Linked DNA regions of Arachis hypogaea: region 1 is linked to region 2. A link is a contact called in public Hi-C data. All regions are on one chromosome and are shown on one strand. The core of a region is the stretch at or near the end of the contact, and the rest is flanking DNA. Distances in the headings are between cores, read along the strand shown. Region 1 has its middle 22 kb from the start of LOC112766901. Region 2 holds the start of LOC112762424 (zinc finger CCCH domain-containing protein 66).

What was found. Hi-C and Micro-C count contacts between places; a contact is called where the count stands out from the background.
Region 1: a contact with region 2 is called in a Hi-C map of leaf, with 1.7 times the contacts expected there. The contact joins the enhancer-like site here to the promoter of LOC112762424 in region 2. A contact is called at or near these places in 2 of 8 Hi-C or Micro-C datasets (both in leaf).

What each region holds. Positions count from the first base shown.
Region 1 is chr17:27,548,241-27,556,160 of arahy.Tifrunner.gnm2.J5K5, reverse strand. No RefSeq gene overlaps it. Among protein-coding and RNA genes, the nearest start is that of LOC112766901, 22 kb to the left of the region's middle. Within about 2 kb of position 5,545, at least 2 of the 3 cell types and tissues checked have open chromatin away from gene starts, as enhancers often do.
Region 2 is chr17:27,512,477-27,519,408 of arahy.Tifrunner.gnm2.J5K5, reverse strand. LOC112762424 (zinc finger CCCH domain-containing protein 66) reads left to right here and starts at 4,092. Exons shown (of 2, transcript XM_025808257.3): 1 at 4,092-4,469; 2 at 5,157-6,932. The coding sequence starts at 5,195.

The sequences.
Region 1 (7,920 bases), core at 4,296-6,795, 35 kb before region 2:
TTCGTCGTGTCACTTGTAGCCGTTTAGTTTGTTTGGGATCTTCTTCATGATGTGCCAGATGCACCACCGATGAATTGTTGTTGGCATGCACAGCTCAAATGCCCTTTGAATCGATGCGCATTGGTCGGTAAGAATGTCTTTTGGTGCCTTCTCTCCCATGCAACGGAGCCAACACTCGAATAGCCATTTGAATGATTGGATGTCCTTATTTTTCATTAGCGCACATCCAATAAGTGTTGACTGACCGTGTGATTCACACCCACAAAAGAACCTAAAACCAGATTGTACCTGCATAAATAGACACACCCAGATGGTGGTGAACAGAAATTTGTACATTCACCGAACATAAAACTATATGCGACTGAACCGAATGCCTGTTTGTGTTGTAGGTAGTGTCGAATGAAACCACGTCTCCAAAATTCTCACATGCGACCCTGCTTCTTGCGTCGGCCCAGAATGCATGTTTAATGCAATGATTGCCTTCGAGGTTGAGCTCAAAGAAAAAATTTTGATTCTTCTCTTTCATTCTTAGTAGGTACTTCCCAAATTCTTTGGCATCGTCTTGTTCCGAAATATTCCGTACTTCCCTTGTGATGCAATTCCTCACGTCTTTTTCTATAAAACTTAGTTCACAGTAGCTGCCAGCTACTGCCACAAATGATTGGTAAGTTTTGCTCGGTCTGATTCCGGCTTTCTCGTTGGTTTCGATGGTGCGATGCACAAACATGTTAAGCTCCCTGTGTTGTTTGAGCATCTCTGCCCGGTCTGGGCAGCAAGGATGTGAGTGATTCAAAACAACTTTGAAAATTGTCCAAAGACCAACATCCTTCATTATGTGTACGTAAATCCTGGCCGGACAATTTAACCCAGCTGAAGGATTTGTCTTCAAAGCTGGAGATATCTTGGATTTCCACCTCCCCTCTCTAGTGCATACGATTAGTTGATTCTTAATCTTGTCTCCGTCCCGAGTCATGTTTCTTATTTTCATAGAAAAACCGGCAAGCTTGGAATAATGTTTGTAGAACTTTCCAACTTCTTCTAGTGTTGAAAATCATTCCCACTTTTGGGACAAATTTTTCATCCACAACACAGCTGGTCTGCATGGTGAACCGAAAAGGTTTATTATGGTGAAACAATTATATAGTGCTCAGTGAACAAAATAGAATATATTCCTCTATTTTTTTTTAGACTCATTTCTGCATACCGAACCGAACACATGCTCATGATGAAACAACTCTATAATACTTACCGAGCCGAAAAATTTCACAGTGAACGAAAGATAATTCATTATACAAAACCAAATTCGAAACAACTTTGTCTACAATTTAGATATTATCATTTCAATTCAATTCAATTCAGATTCAGATCACCTCCATTCATTCAATTCAATTCAAATAAAATTAGCAATTGCATTCCATTGAATTCGATTCAAAATTCAACAATCCAAACCTCATCAAATTGATGCGTTTCGGAAGAATAATCCAAATCGCACTTATTCAACTGATTTGAAGTTGATTCATTCATTGTTTTAATTCAGAAATCCAGATCAAAGAAGAAAACGAAGAAGAAAAAGAACGACGAAGCTAATTACTTCAAAGTCAATCCAGATCCATTATGCAGAGAAGAAAAACGCGAATAGAGAAGAACAAGGAATTTTATTAGGTTGAAGAAGAAGAAGAAGAACGCGAACAGAGAAGAAGAAGAAGAATGAAAATGCGAGAAGAGAACAAGATTTACGTTGAGAAAGGTTTATCACACAGTAAAAGGTTTACGTTATATACGTTATATGAGGCGCGTGTATAACAAATGACTGTGGGGTGGGAAAACGCGCGTGTGAAGGAAGTTACTTGAATAACATCTATGTATTTTTTACATGGATGTAGAGCTTTTCTAATATTTATATATGCATGTGTCTCATTATAAAATTATATTTGTCTTTACATTAAAATAAAATTTATCTTATTAAATTTTGTATTAAAAAATTATTTTATTTAATAAATTTAACTATTTTGTATTCTAAAAATATATTTTAAAAATATAATAATAAAATTTTTTAAATTTTTAATGTATTTAATATATTAAAAATATTTATTTTTTAATTTTTTTAGTAAGTTTTTTTATAATATTCTTAAAATATATTCTTAGAATACATGTTCGTAAGATTTTATCAAGGTTGCGAGAACCGGACCGGTTAATAAACCGGTGAGGTCACTGGTTCAATGGTTCACTGGTTCGACCGGGGTTCAATCGGAATTCAACCGGTTTAATTAAATATTAAATAAAATTATTAAAAAAATCTAAAAATAATTTTAAATATATAAATTCAATAATTTCTAACTTAATAAAATTTAAAATTTCACATAATAAATTATCCATAACTTAATATTAGAGGTTCACAAACAACTTCAAACATCAAAGTTTATAACTAAACAAAAAAAAAAAGCACATAATGACAAACCCATAATGTTCTATATTCAAAAGAAACAATTACTAGCAAGTTTTCAACTAATCAAAAGTGCAACTCATCAAAAGAGAAAAAGAATTGAGCCTTTAATGTACTTATATGAATTGATGATGGATAAGAAAATCATAGATGCACCTCAAAGCACAAGTCATCACCAAGACCTAAACATAGCATAATGAATAATTTAGCTCAACTAACAAAAAAAGCTAATTAACACAATGCTACTTCCCAATTAGCTCAGGCTTTTTTGTGTCACTTCAACAACCAAAATGGGCACTAAAACAAAGCTTGTTTTTATTAACTATGTTGATTACTTTGTCACTTTCTAGTGTTGGAATGGTTCAAGGCAGCAGCAGAAAACTTCTGGCACCAACATTTCCTGATTTTGGCAGCTATGATTTTCCTCCATTTCCACCGGTGACTGACTGGCCTGAGTACAAATTCATCATGAACAAATTCTATTATACCACAAAGCCAGCCAGCTAGGGAAACTTGAAAGGCAAAAGCACATGAATGATGAATCAAAGAAAAATATCCCCCAACCATAAAAATTGTAAACTCTTGAACAAAACCAAATTATTTTGAAAATTAATGCAAAAAAAAAAATCTGTTGCGGCAGAATCTGAAAAATTTTGAATGAGCTGCAATGCTGCATAATTTGTTACAGTAAAGCATCAGATCCAAATCAAACACCAAAGGCAAGAAGCAATAAGAACAAAATGGCAAAAAAATAGAAGCAAACAATGGATGAATCATGAATAAAAATTGAAGCAGAAGCAAACAGATTCATGAAGCAACAAAACCCTATTTCTAAACAGATTCATGAAGCAGCAAAATTGAAGCAGCAAAAATTGAAGCAGCAAAAATTGAACTCAGATTCATGAAGCAGCAAAATTCATGAAACAGCAACTCAAAATTGAAGCAGAAAAATTGAAGCAGCATAAATTGAAGCAGCAAAAATTGAACTCAGATTCATGAAGCAGCAAAATTGAAGAAACAGCAACTCAAAATTGAAGCAGCAAAAATTGAACTCAGATTCATGAAGCAGCAAAATTGAAGCAGCAAAAATAATCCCCAGCTGCCTTCAACGCATCATAATAGAAAGCCAAAAACAGATTCAAGATTCATCAAACAGAAACCAAAATCATGTAATCCAGATAAACATGAAGCAGCAACTCAAAATCATGTAATCCAGATAAACATCAAAGAGCATGTTTTCTGTGATAGAGAAGAACAGAAACATGAACAGAAATAGGAACATGAACTCAAATAGGAACAGAACCATGAACAGAAACATGCCCGCATACATGAACCGAGGTGGAAGGCAGAGTATTACCGGCGACGACGGTGGAGGTGGAGAGCTCGGCGACGACGGTGGAGGTGGAGAGCTGGACGACGACGGTGGAGGTGGCGAGCTGGGCGACGGCGATGGAGGAGAGGTGCGACGGTGGAGGTGGCGAGCTGGGCGACAACGATGGAGGAGAGGTGCGACGGCGATGAGGGGCTGTGGGAGGGTGAGAGGGTGAGAGCTGAGAGATACTGAGATACTGAGGGTGGTGGCTTTAGGTTCGTGCATAGCTGATAGCCCTTTTCTTTTTTTTTCTTTTTTTTCTCTTCAAAACGACGCCGTTTTGAAGTTTAATATGCAAATCAATAAACCGTGGAAAAACCGGACGGTTCTCCCGGTTCACCGGTTAACCGCCGGTTCGACCGGTTTTTTCACCGGTTTTTTGCCAGCCGGTTTCTGACCTTACCCGGACCGGTTAGGTGACCGGTTTCCGGTTTTTCCGGTTGAACCGGCCGGTCCGGTTCGGTTTTCAGAACCATGAATTTTATATATTAAACTAACTTAACAAAAAATAAAATATTGTGATAATATTTAATTAATAAATTTATTTAATTGAAATTTATACTTTTCACTTAATTTTAATATTTACTAATAAACTAAATATGTATTTTAATTATTAATTCTCAAATATAAACTAAATATAAATTATTTAAGAATTAGTTGAATAAAGCATTTTGTATTTCTATCTATCTATCTAACTAACTTCTTTATTGTTATTATTATTATTAGAAACCAAATTTGGTCGTTTTTATTAAATAATTGAATAATCATTAAGTAATCTATAAAATATATAATAGAGATATGAGAAATTTAGTGTTATTTTTTAAAATATCATTCATCACAAATAATTTATAAAAAATATATTTTGGTATTTCAAATTCTCAAATAAAAAATCTCTTAATTAGAAAATAATCAATCTACTTGATTAATCTTATATTTATTACTATTATTATTATTATTATTATTATTTAACATTTAATACTAAATATAGATAATATACTAATATGGATGATAAAAAATTATTAAATATTGAATATTTTTATATTATTTAATTATATATACTTCGATATATTTATATAAAAATTTTTGTTATTCTTATATGATATATATTTGTCCTCATCGTTTAAAATTTTTAGATTCACTACTGTGTAAAACTGGAAAAGTACATAATGTGATTATAAATATAAATATTTTCTATCGTAACTGCACATAATTAAACTTTATTTTATGTATATTATTAATTAGCACAAAATATTTACATTTTTATCTTCAGCTACTTATCTTCATGATCATATCAAGCAATACAATGACTTAAGTCAAAGATTTAGTTAAATTAAAAACCTTAGACACATGAATTTAATCAAATTAAAATATAATTATCATTATTATATGGGTTTTTTTTTAATAAACATTTTTATTGAAAAAGTGGTCAAACAGGTTTTATTGAAAATTAAGTTTTTATGTTTTTAATAAGTTCTTAATGCATTAAATGTATAAAAATTTGTTAAGTTCCAATAAGTTAATTTCGTTCACCCAGGTTTAATAACATGTATTTTGTGCATATTTATTTTAATAAAAAACTCCCCCAATCAACGTAATGACGTATGCTAGCATGCTGTGGAATTTCCTCGTCCCATAATAGAAAATAATAAAAAGAAGAATAGATGGGGTCCACCATACAGATAATGGTTTTCCGACCAAACCGTGGAGCATAACAAGATGACAGACCAATAAAAGAGGCTACGAAACGGAAAGCTAGCGAAGAAGAGGGAACTGTGAGCGATACGAGGGTGACAGGTGTGTGAGTAAAGAGAAACCAAAGCGAAGAAAAGGAAAAGGGTACGAAAAAATCCAAAACGCGAAAGGCGTGAGCATCCGGAACAAGAGGTTGGGTCGTTTTAGTGTGGCCCTTCATAGATTACAAAGAGGGACACGTGCGTTTCCACTATTCGCCACTTATTTCTAGATATTATCAGCCGCCTGGCCCACGTCACTTTCTTCTTCATTTTTTTATAAACCTCAATTCTAAAAAATTTTAAATAGAATATTTTGATGAATTTAATTTTAAAGCACTAAAATTATTTTATATATTCATCTAATTATATAATGTCACATTAGTAAATAATTATTTTTATATAAATTATATAAATAATTATCTAAAAAATAATTATAATTATATAATTATATAAAATATTTTTTATTGTCAATACATGAAAATTAAACTCTTAGATATACAACAAATTTTTGTTAATTTAAAAATATTTTAGATGAATTGATTTCTTTATGGATAGAATTAATTTTTTATAATAATATTTACTAAAATTTAATTATCTTACAATAAAATTTATTTAATATATATTAAATATTTTATTTTATCGTATAAAAAAATTAAATTGTCTGACAAAAGCAATATTTAAAAATTTTTAAAATAATAAAAATTTATTAACGATTAAAATATCTAATTTAAAATTTGTTGAGGATGAATTTCAATATATAATTTTTTTTGTACGGCAAGTTTTTTCCTTTTATTTGATTTTGGAATAAAATTTTACATTCAAACAAAATATTTAACTAAATATAACCAAGTTGTTATAACAACTTTTCAAATCATACGTCTTCTATTCTGTTTCTTTCTCCTTCTTCTACTGTGTTTCTTTCTCCTTCTCGTCTTCGTCTTTCTTCTTCTTTCCTCCTTCTTCTTCTTCCTTTCTTCTTCTCCTTCTTCTTCTTTTTCCAAATTCGCACAAACAAGTTTTTCTTCTTCCCTCCTCCTCCTCCCGCCCCCTCCCCCCAATGTTGTGTCTTCTTCCTTTTTTTTTCCTTTTTCATTATCGTCATCACCAATAACACTAACATTTTGGTAACATCTTTATTAGTTCTGCTTTTTTCTGATTTTTTATTCTTTAAGTAATTTTTTAACTGTTTGTTCAAAACTGAATCGAATTCGGTTGATTTGTGAATTAAGTTAGGTTCACTTGATACTACTTTTAAGTATTCACCAAATCTGTTATTCCTTAAGAAATTTGGTTCATCTCTTAATTTAATTGAGTTCATTTGCATGCAAAAATGAATTGAAATGTATTTTTCTTACTGATTGAATATTTCTCACTTTTTGTTCAAATCTGAAACGAATTCGGTTCATTTGTGAATTGAGTTAGATTCATTTGATACTACTGTTAAGTATTAACCAAATTTGAACCAAATTCAGTTCATTTCTGAATCCAAATGAACCTCAATCAAAAGGAGGAAAAGAAAAATGTAGCAACAACAGGAACAATAAAAGAATGACGATTGAGAGAAAAACACGCGAAGAAGAAGGAACGTGAAAAAGAAGAAGAAGGAAGGCGTAGACGAAAAAAAGAAGACGAAGAAGCGTTATTGAAACGTGTATGTATACGTGAGTGTAATGAAATTGATTTTTGTTGAGTTTGGGTCTGGATGTGTAGTTAGACTGTTGTTTTTTGTCATATTTTTTAATTTTAATTTGGGTATCTTCTGAGATGATTAAAAAAATGCGTAATATTCTAAATCAGTCTCTAAAAAATTTTTTGTTGAATACTTTAGTCGGTTAATTTTTTTTGGAAATAGAAAAAGATTGTATATAATTTAATGTAATGATAAATTGGTGTATTTTTTCTGATATGAGTTTTATTTTTTTTTTTAACTTTAAATAACAAATTGAACCATCAAATTTGAGTAATAATAAATTTTGTAAACAAATATAAAGATTATATTTTATAATGCACAAATCGAAAGGTTCCATTTATGTTAAAATAACTTTTTTTCATCTTAAAATAAATAAGAGAATTTGAACTGCACATGTAAAATTTTTTTAATACTAAAATATAAATCTAAGAGTAAGATTTATATTTAAAAAAAAAATTGATCCTCAGATTTGCATGTTTAAAAAGAATTGAAAATCATAAATTCGATCTTCACATAAAAAAACCACACCAAATTTTAACAATGTTATTAAACATCACTAAAAAAGTAACACCAAAATTAAAAAGTATACTTTAGTCCTCTAAAAATTTTAAACACCAAATCAATTTACAAACTTTTATTTTACTACACAAATCAACGTGAAGATTGTAATTATATAATAAAG
Region 2 (6,932 bases), core at 2,843-5,342:
TTATAATATATATAATTCAAACTCAGTGGTAAACTGGTAATCAAAAATCTATATTTCAAGTTTTAGTGTTTGTTTAGACGGTATTATTTTGATAAAAAAAAGATTTTTTTAATAAAAAATATTTTTTTATTTTTTAGTGTATTTGACAAATTTCGAGTAATAAAAATAAAAGTATTAGAAAAATTAAAAAAATATTTTTTTTGAGAAGTTGTAATTTACATCTTTTTTTAAAAGATGTTTTTTCTTAAAAAAAAAAGATGTTTTTCATGTAATAAATAAATAAAAAGTACTTTTATATTGTTATATCCAAACATAATTGATAGATAAAAAGATCTTTTTACATGAGATATCCAAATATAAAATTACTTTTACTTTTTTATAAAATCTTTTAAAAAAATAACTCAAAAAAAGATCTTTTCTTAAAAACTCACCCAAACAAGCCCTTGATGTTACCTTTTATGTCTTTTTATTTTCATACTTTTTTATAAACAATTGATAAAAGAATGAAGATTAATTAAAATCTTGAAGACACATTGCTACTAGAGATAAAAATACGTCAGGTCAGATTATACTTCATTTTTAACAGATCAGACATATAATATATTTAATTAGTCTAATAGATTTTTTTAAGTATTAAATCTGATTTGTTATTGAGTTTGACTTGGCCTAAAATTTGATAAAAGACTTAATCTATATAATTTTTTATCAAAATAAAAATAAAAATAAAAATATTTAAAAAATTTGTTTCTTCTAAATAAGTATTTTTTTTACAATATATTAAATTCAATCCTTATAATAATATATAAATTTTTAAAATATTTAAAATATAAAAAATTATATATAATAAATTTAATAATTTTAATAAATATTTTAATTATAACAAATTATTTCTATATTTATTTATATTTTAATGAATTTTCAAGAAAATTTGACAGGTCTATTAGACTATTTTGTAAGTTTGGACCTGACCTATTGATAAAATTAGGTTTTTAAATTAATTTAAATATAAAACTATTTTTTGATAAGTTAGACATGGTCAAATCGAATGTAGACTAGGTTGCAGAATTTTGGCAGACGTCTGACATATTTCTATCTCTAGTCAGAATCACTTTGAGTCAATTACCATCTCTACATTAGGGCTGACAATGGGTAGGATAGGGTAGGGTTTGGACTCTACCCTAATCCTACTCACAGGTTGAAAACTTTCTTAAAACTCTACCCTATCCTACCCGCGGTACCTGCGGGTTGAGAATCTCTCAACCCTAATCCTATCTGCATCCTAACGTTCTAAACCCTATCATATCCAACCCTATCCACAGAAAAAAAAAGTTTTCAAACAAATATAAAATTCAACCATAACAAATTTTATACATATTAATAAAATAGAAAATAAAAAACTAAGTTCAAATTAAAATTAAAAACAATAAAATGTTAAAGAAATCCAACATAAAATTACAAATAATATTATCATCAACTAGATTAGTGGTTATTTCAAATTTTTATAAAAAAAATTATGAGTTCAACACTCATTTTTTTCACTACATACATAACTTTTACATATATTATAGAGTGCGGCTAGGATATACCCTGAATCCGTACCATACTCTATCTACAGACAAACTCGCATCGCACCCTATCCTACCCTATTCGCAGCAGATCGAATAGACAACCCTATTCGAACAGAGTATATATTGTCAGTCCTACTCTACATGAAAAAAATTCATATTTTTCGCTAGATCTAGCTCTAAAAGAATGTCTCAAAACTCAGTAAACGTTATTGTACAAATGCCCAAATTAACACTATAAGCTGTTAAAATTTATTTTCATGGTCTTTAAAGTTTCTTCACATGTCGCTTTCTCGTCTTTAATAATAGAGTTATCTGAATTAAGTTTAATGGATGAAGATTTAGGGAACAACCAACATACCTATTTTTCTATAAAGTTACCCACCCTCGTCTATACCTGAGACAACTTAGCATGGGTCAGGCAGTAATATTTAGCCAAATAAAAAATTAGTTCGAGAATCTTACTTTCATCAATGACTCTATTTCTTTCAAAAATAAACTTATTCTAATAAAATTATAGTCAATTCACAGTGCTCGTAAACAGAAGGAATCTCAAGACTCTTTTAAGGTAAAAAAATTGAGTTTAATTTGTTATCTGTTTTTTTACGTTTTTATATGCAATTTTACAGTCACAAAAAACATAAAACAAAGATTTAGATGAAAATCTATAAATACTACACAAATTATTCGAAGCCATATTTATTTTAAAGTGAAACTCATTTTTTAGTTTTGATATTATTCATTCAAAAACTAATTATTCTTTTATACAGTATTATTATAATTTGTTAACGAGTATTTTTAAGGTATTTATTAAATATTTTATTTTTTTAAATTTATGTATTTTGTTGTTATTCTTAAAAGAGTAAATTATCATTTCTATTTATGAAAGTTGAAAATGATGACATATCTACCAATAGAAGACGGAAATTACCATTTGTACCTATAAAAATGACTTTTGCAAGAAAAATTATCCAAACTCTAAAAAATTAAATAAAATTTCTAAACTACCCTTTTCTCCACCACTACTATCGTCTCTCCTTCTCCCCTCTCTCTCTCTCTCAATGTTCTCAGCTACTCCAATCCCAAATTCTGCCACCGCTTTCCTCCCCAACTACTACCATCATTGCTGCCATTACCATTACTACCACCGCCATCACCATTCTTCCTCCTCCCTCCACCTCTTCGACTCTGATCTCTCAACCGCAGGCTTCACTTTCCTCCCACCTTCCACCTCTTCCAAAACTCCAACCCCGTCGCCTCCTCCCCTACCAGCTTTGAAAGAAGCTGGAAGAGCTTGAAGAAAATCATTAACCAACAAAGACCAAGTCACTACAAACTTCAAGCAATTGGTGCAAGAAGAAGACCTATCACCCTTCTGTCCACCTCAACACCATTCACATTCACATTTCCATTATCACTCACTGAGTTCTATGAGAAAAATACCTAAGAAAGCCTTTAAGAGAACCTTCATTGACAACACTCTCTTCTTCTTCACATCGCAGATATGAAATTCACCATCTTGCTTCACCTGGGCAATCAAATAAATACCTTTCGTACCCTTATTCTTGTGCCCAAGATCCTTTACAGCTTTCCGAATACCCATTTTTAAAGGGGACACCGATTCCTTCACAACTTGAATGGAATTGAAGAAGGACTCAATTGGGTCGTTCTCAGACACTATTTTTCGATCAACCCTTGAAAAAGTCGCAGCCTTTGAGTGTGTGTGCGGAGAAAATCCAATCCGGTTCTCTGAAACCCGATCCAAATCGTCGAATAGTGGAAGCAAAGATACGTAATGCAGAAGCCTCTTTCACACGTTCTATGAATTCCAGGGCTAGACAGTTAAGCTTGATAGTGATGAAAGATGGTGAGGATGATGAGGTTAACGATAGTGACGGTTTACCCAACCCAATGGGTCGCTCACACTGCTCGCAGCGTCCTTAGATCTAGAAGATAAGCATACGTTAGATGATTATGTTGGTGATGGTGGTGCTGGTAATGTTGAGTCGCGACCGACATCGATGGGGGAGTATGTGGCAAAGGGATTAGGGTGACGGTTGAGGAGGAGGGCGAGGCGGTGAGATTGGGTCACTGAAAACATTGAGAGAGAAGGAGAAGACGATGGTAATAGTGGTGAATAAAATGATAGTTTAAGGATTTTATTTAATTTTTTAGAGTTTGAATAATTTTACATTTTTATTTACAAAAGCTATTTTTATAGGTACAAATAGTAATTTTTATCTTCTATAGATAAACATATCAACATTTTCAACTTTTATAAGTAAAAATAGTAATTTACTCTTCTTAAAAAGTTAAAACTATTAACTCCTCTTCATAGAATTTTTGTATTTTAAATTCAAAACCTATATTATTGATATATTTTTTAGTTTTTATATTACTTCCATTAATTATGTCACATACAACAGGAAAGAAAAGAAGTACAAAAGTCTGACTATGAGAAGTACTTATCTATCAATCCATATCTGTCCACCCATCCATAATTTCACAATAACAAGCTAAAAAATTATATTAATTGTGCATCAAATTTAAACTATGATTATGTGACTCATGTTTTTCTGGTAATAATTAAACAAATAAATGGAATTGGTATGGAGGTGGAGGAACCGGTGACTGGTGAGGCAGCTAGGTGGGTTCCACTTTTTGACCAAAACCATAAAATCAAATTAATAAAAAAAAAAGGATAACACAAAATCAAAAACTAAACTAAACTAAGGAAAAGTAGAAGAAGAAAAGTCTTCGCTTCTCTCTTCAAAAAAAGCCCTCTCCCCCTTCCCCTCCCTCAACCAATTTAAAAGCTGTTGCAACAAAACCAGACTCAAAGGGCTTCATTCATTCTTTAACACAAAGCTTCATTCTTTTGCTTTGTGTGTTTCTCTTGTTAAGGTATGCTTTCTCTATTTCTCTCTCTCTCTCTCTCTCTGAAAAATTGAGCTGAAAAGAAATAGAAAAGGAACTTTTCTCTTTTTTTTTTGTATGTTTTTTTTTATATGTTTTTTTTCCTTCTCTTTTTCTTTCCTTTTCCTTGGTTGCTAAGAAAATTATTGAGGTAATGGAAGGTATTAGTGTATTTTAATTGATGAAAGAGAATCGTTGATATGATTTTACATGTTTTATTTCCCATCCCCCTCCCCCCCCCCCCCCCCCTTCTTTCAAACTAAGAACAGGTTGTATTTGCTTTTTTTGGTTGTGTCTGCGGCGATTTCTTGTTATCTTCTTTTAATTGAATGATTTTTATGATTATCTGTTTATGTGTGACTATAAATAATCTTAATGAGTGAAAATAGGATGCTTGTTACAAATTCGTTAGTGATTCACGATTTTGGTAACTTGGTTGCTTGATATAATATGCATGATTTCATAATAATTTTATGAATCGAGTTAGGTTTGCTCAAACAGTAATTGCTGATTACAAACTGGGGGAATAATATGCCACCTTAATTTTCCTATCATCTGTTTCTGTTTTTGTTAGATTGAACTGAGTTTTTCACTTTTTTTGTGCTTTATATATGAAGTATAACATGTTTGGTGCAACAGTATCTTGAACCTGTTTTCTTTATGTGAAAATTTCAGATTCTTTTGAGCCCTAAAGGGAAGATTAAGATACATCCATGTGCAGCGGTTCCAAGAGGAAACCTACTCAAACTGGTTTGGTTATGGAGGATGATTATGGAAGAGAAGAAGGGCAGCATCAAAAGATATCTGCTTTGCTTGAACTTGCAGCTGCAGATGACCTAATTGGGTTCAAAGATGCAGTTGAGAAAGAGGGTTGTGATGTTGATGAGGCTGGGTCGTGGTTTGGAAGGAGGCTTGGCTCAAAGAAAGTGGGTTATGAAGAGAGGACACCACTTATGGTTGCTGCTATGTTTGGAAGCCTGAGAGTTTTGGCTTATATTCTTGGAACTGGCTGTGTTGATGTTAACAGGGCTAGTGGCTCGGATGGGGCTACTGCAATTCATTGTGCTGTTGCTGGGGGTTCTGCTGCTTCCCTTGAGGTTGTCAAGCTTTTGCTTGAATCATTGGCAGATGTTAGTACTGTTGATTCAAATGGTAACCGGCCATGCGATTTGGTTGTCTCTGGGGCTAACTCTATCCCCAATTCAAGGAAGAGGGTGCTGCAAGCCATGCTGGAAGGTACAGTTGGTACTGACAAGACGTTAGAGGATGTAGTTGGCCAAATCGAGGAACAACAAAGGGAAAATGCGGTGAACATGCCCCGTGTGTTGAAAGATGCGGCTGAGAGGAAGGATTATCCTGTTGATCACTCTCTTCCTGACATAAAGAACGGGATATATGGTACTGACGAGTTCAGGATGTATACATTCAAGGTGAAGCCTTGTTCAAGGGCTTATTCTCATGATTGGACCGAGTGTCCCTTTGTTCACCCAGGGGAAAATGCCAGGCGACGCGATCCAAGGAAATACCATTATAGCTGTGTGCCTTGTCCTGAATTCCGTAAGGGGTCATGCAGCAAGGGAGATTTTTGCGAGTATGCACATGGTATTTTCGAGTGCTGGCTTCATCCTGCCCAGTACCGGACCCGGCTTTGCAAGGACGAGGGTGCATGTACAAGAAGAGTTTGCTTCTTTGCTCACAAGCCTGAGGAGCTTCGCCCCCTCTATGCTTCTACTGGTTCGGCTATGCCATCTCCTAGATCCTACTCCAGTGGTTCTTCATTGGATATGGGTCCAGTTAGCCCAATAACACTTGGTTCTCCATCCGTTATGATACCACCCGCTTCAACACCGCCTTTGACTCCTTCTGGATCTTCCTCTCCTCTCTCCGGATCCATGTGGCAGACTCAATCTAACATCCCAACCCTGCAGCTTCCTAGAAGCAGCAGATTGAAAACTGCTTTAGCTGCTAGCGATATTAATTCGGATACTGAATTGCTTATGCTAATGATGGATGAGATGACTGGTCTTTCCTCCCCTTCTGGTTGGAGAAATTCCTTGACTAATAATAATCCATCTTATCACTATTCTTTGGGCGATCGTGCTGCAGATCTAAATAGGCTTTCAGGAGTGACGCCTACTAACCTTGACGACACTTTTGGGTCTGTCGACCCGTCAATTTTGTCCAAATTCAATGGAATCTCATTTGATGCTGCAGGACCTCAGTTACATCTTCCAACTGGATTGCAGATGCGCCAGAACATGAATCAGCAGCTGCGAGGCTATTCTTCTGGCCTTCCTTCTCCGAAAGTGATTGGATCCCCAAAATCCAGGGTTGATCCATCAGGGGAACCGACTTCACTGGCTTTTAATCCAAGACTTGCTGCCTTTTCACAGCGGAGCCAGAGCTTCATCGAGCGCAGCATGGGAAACCGTCATTCTGAGGTTCCTTCGC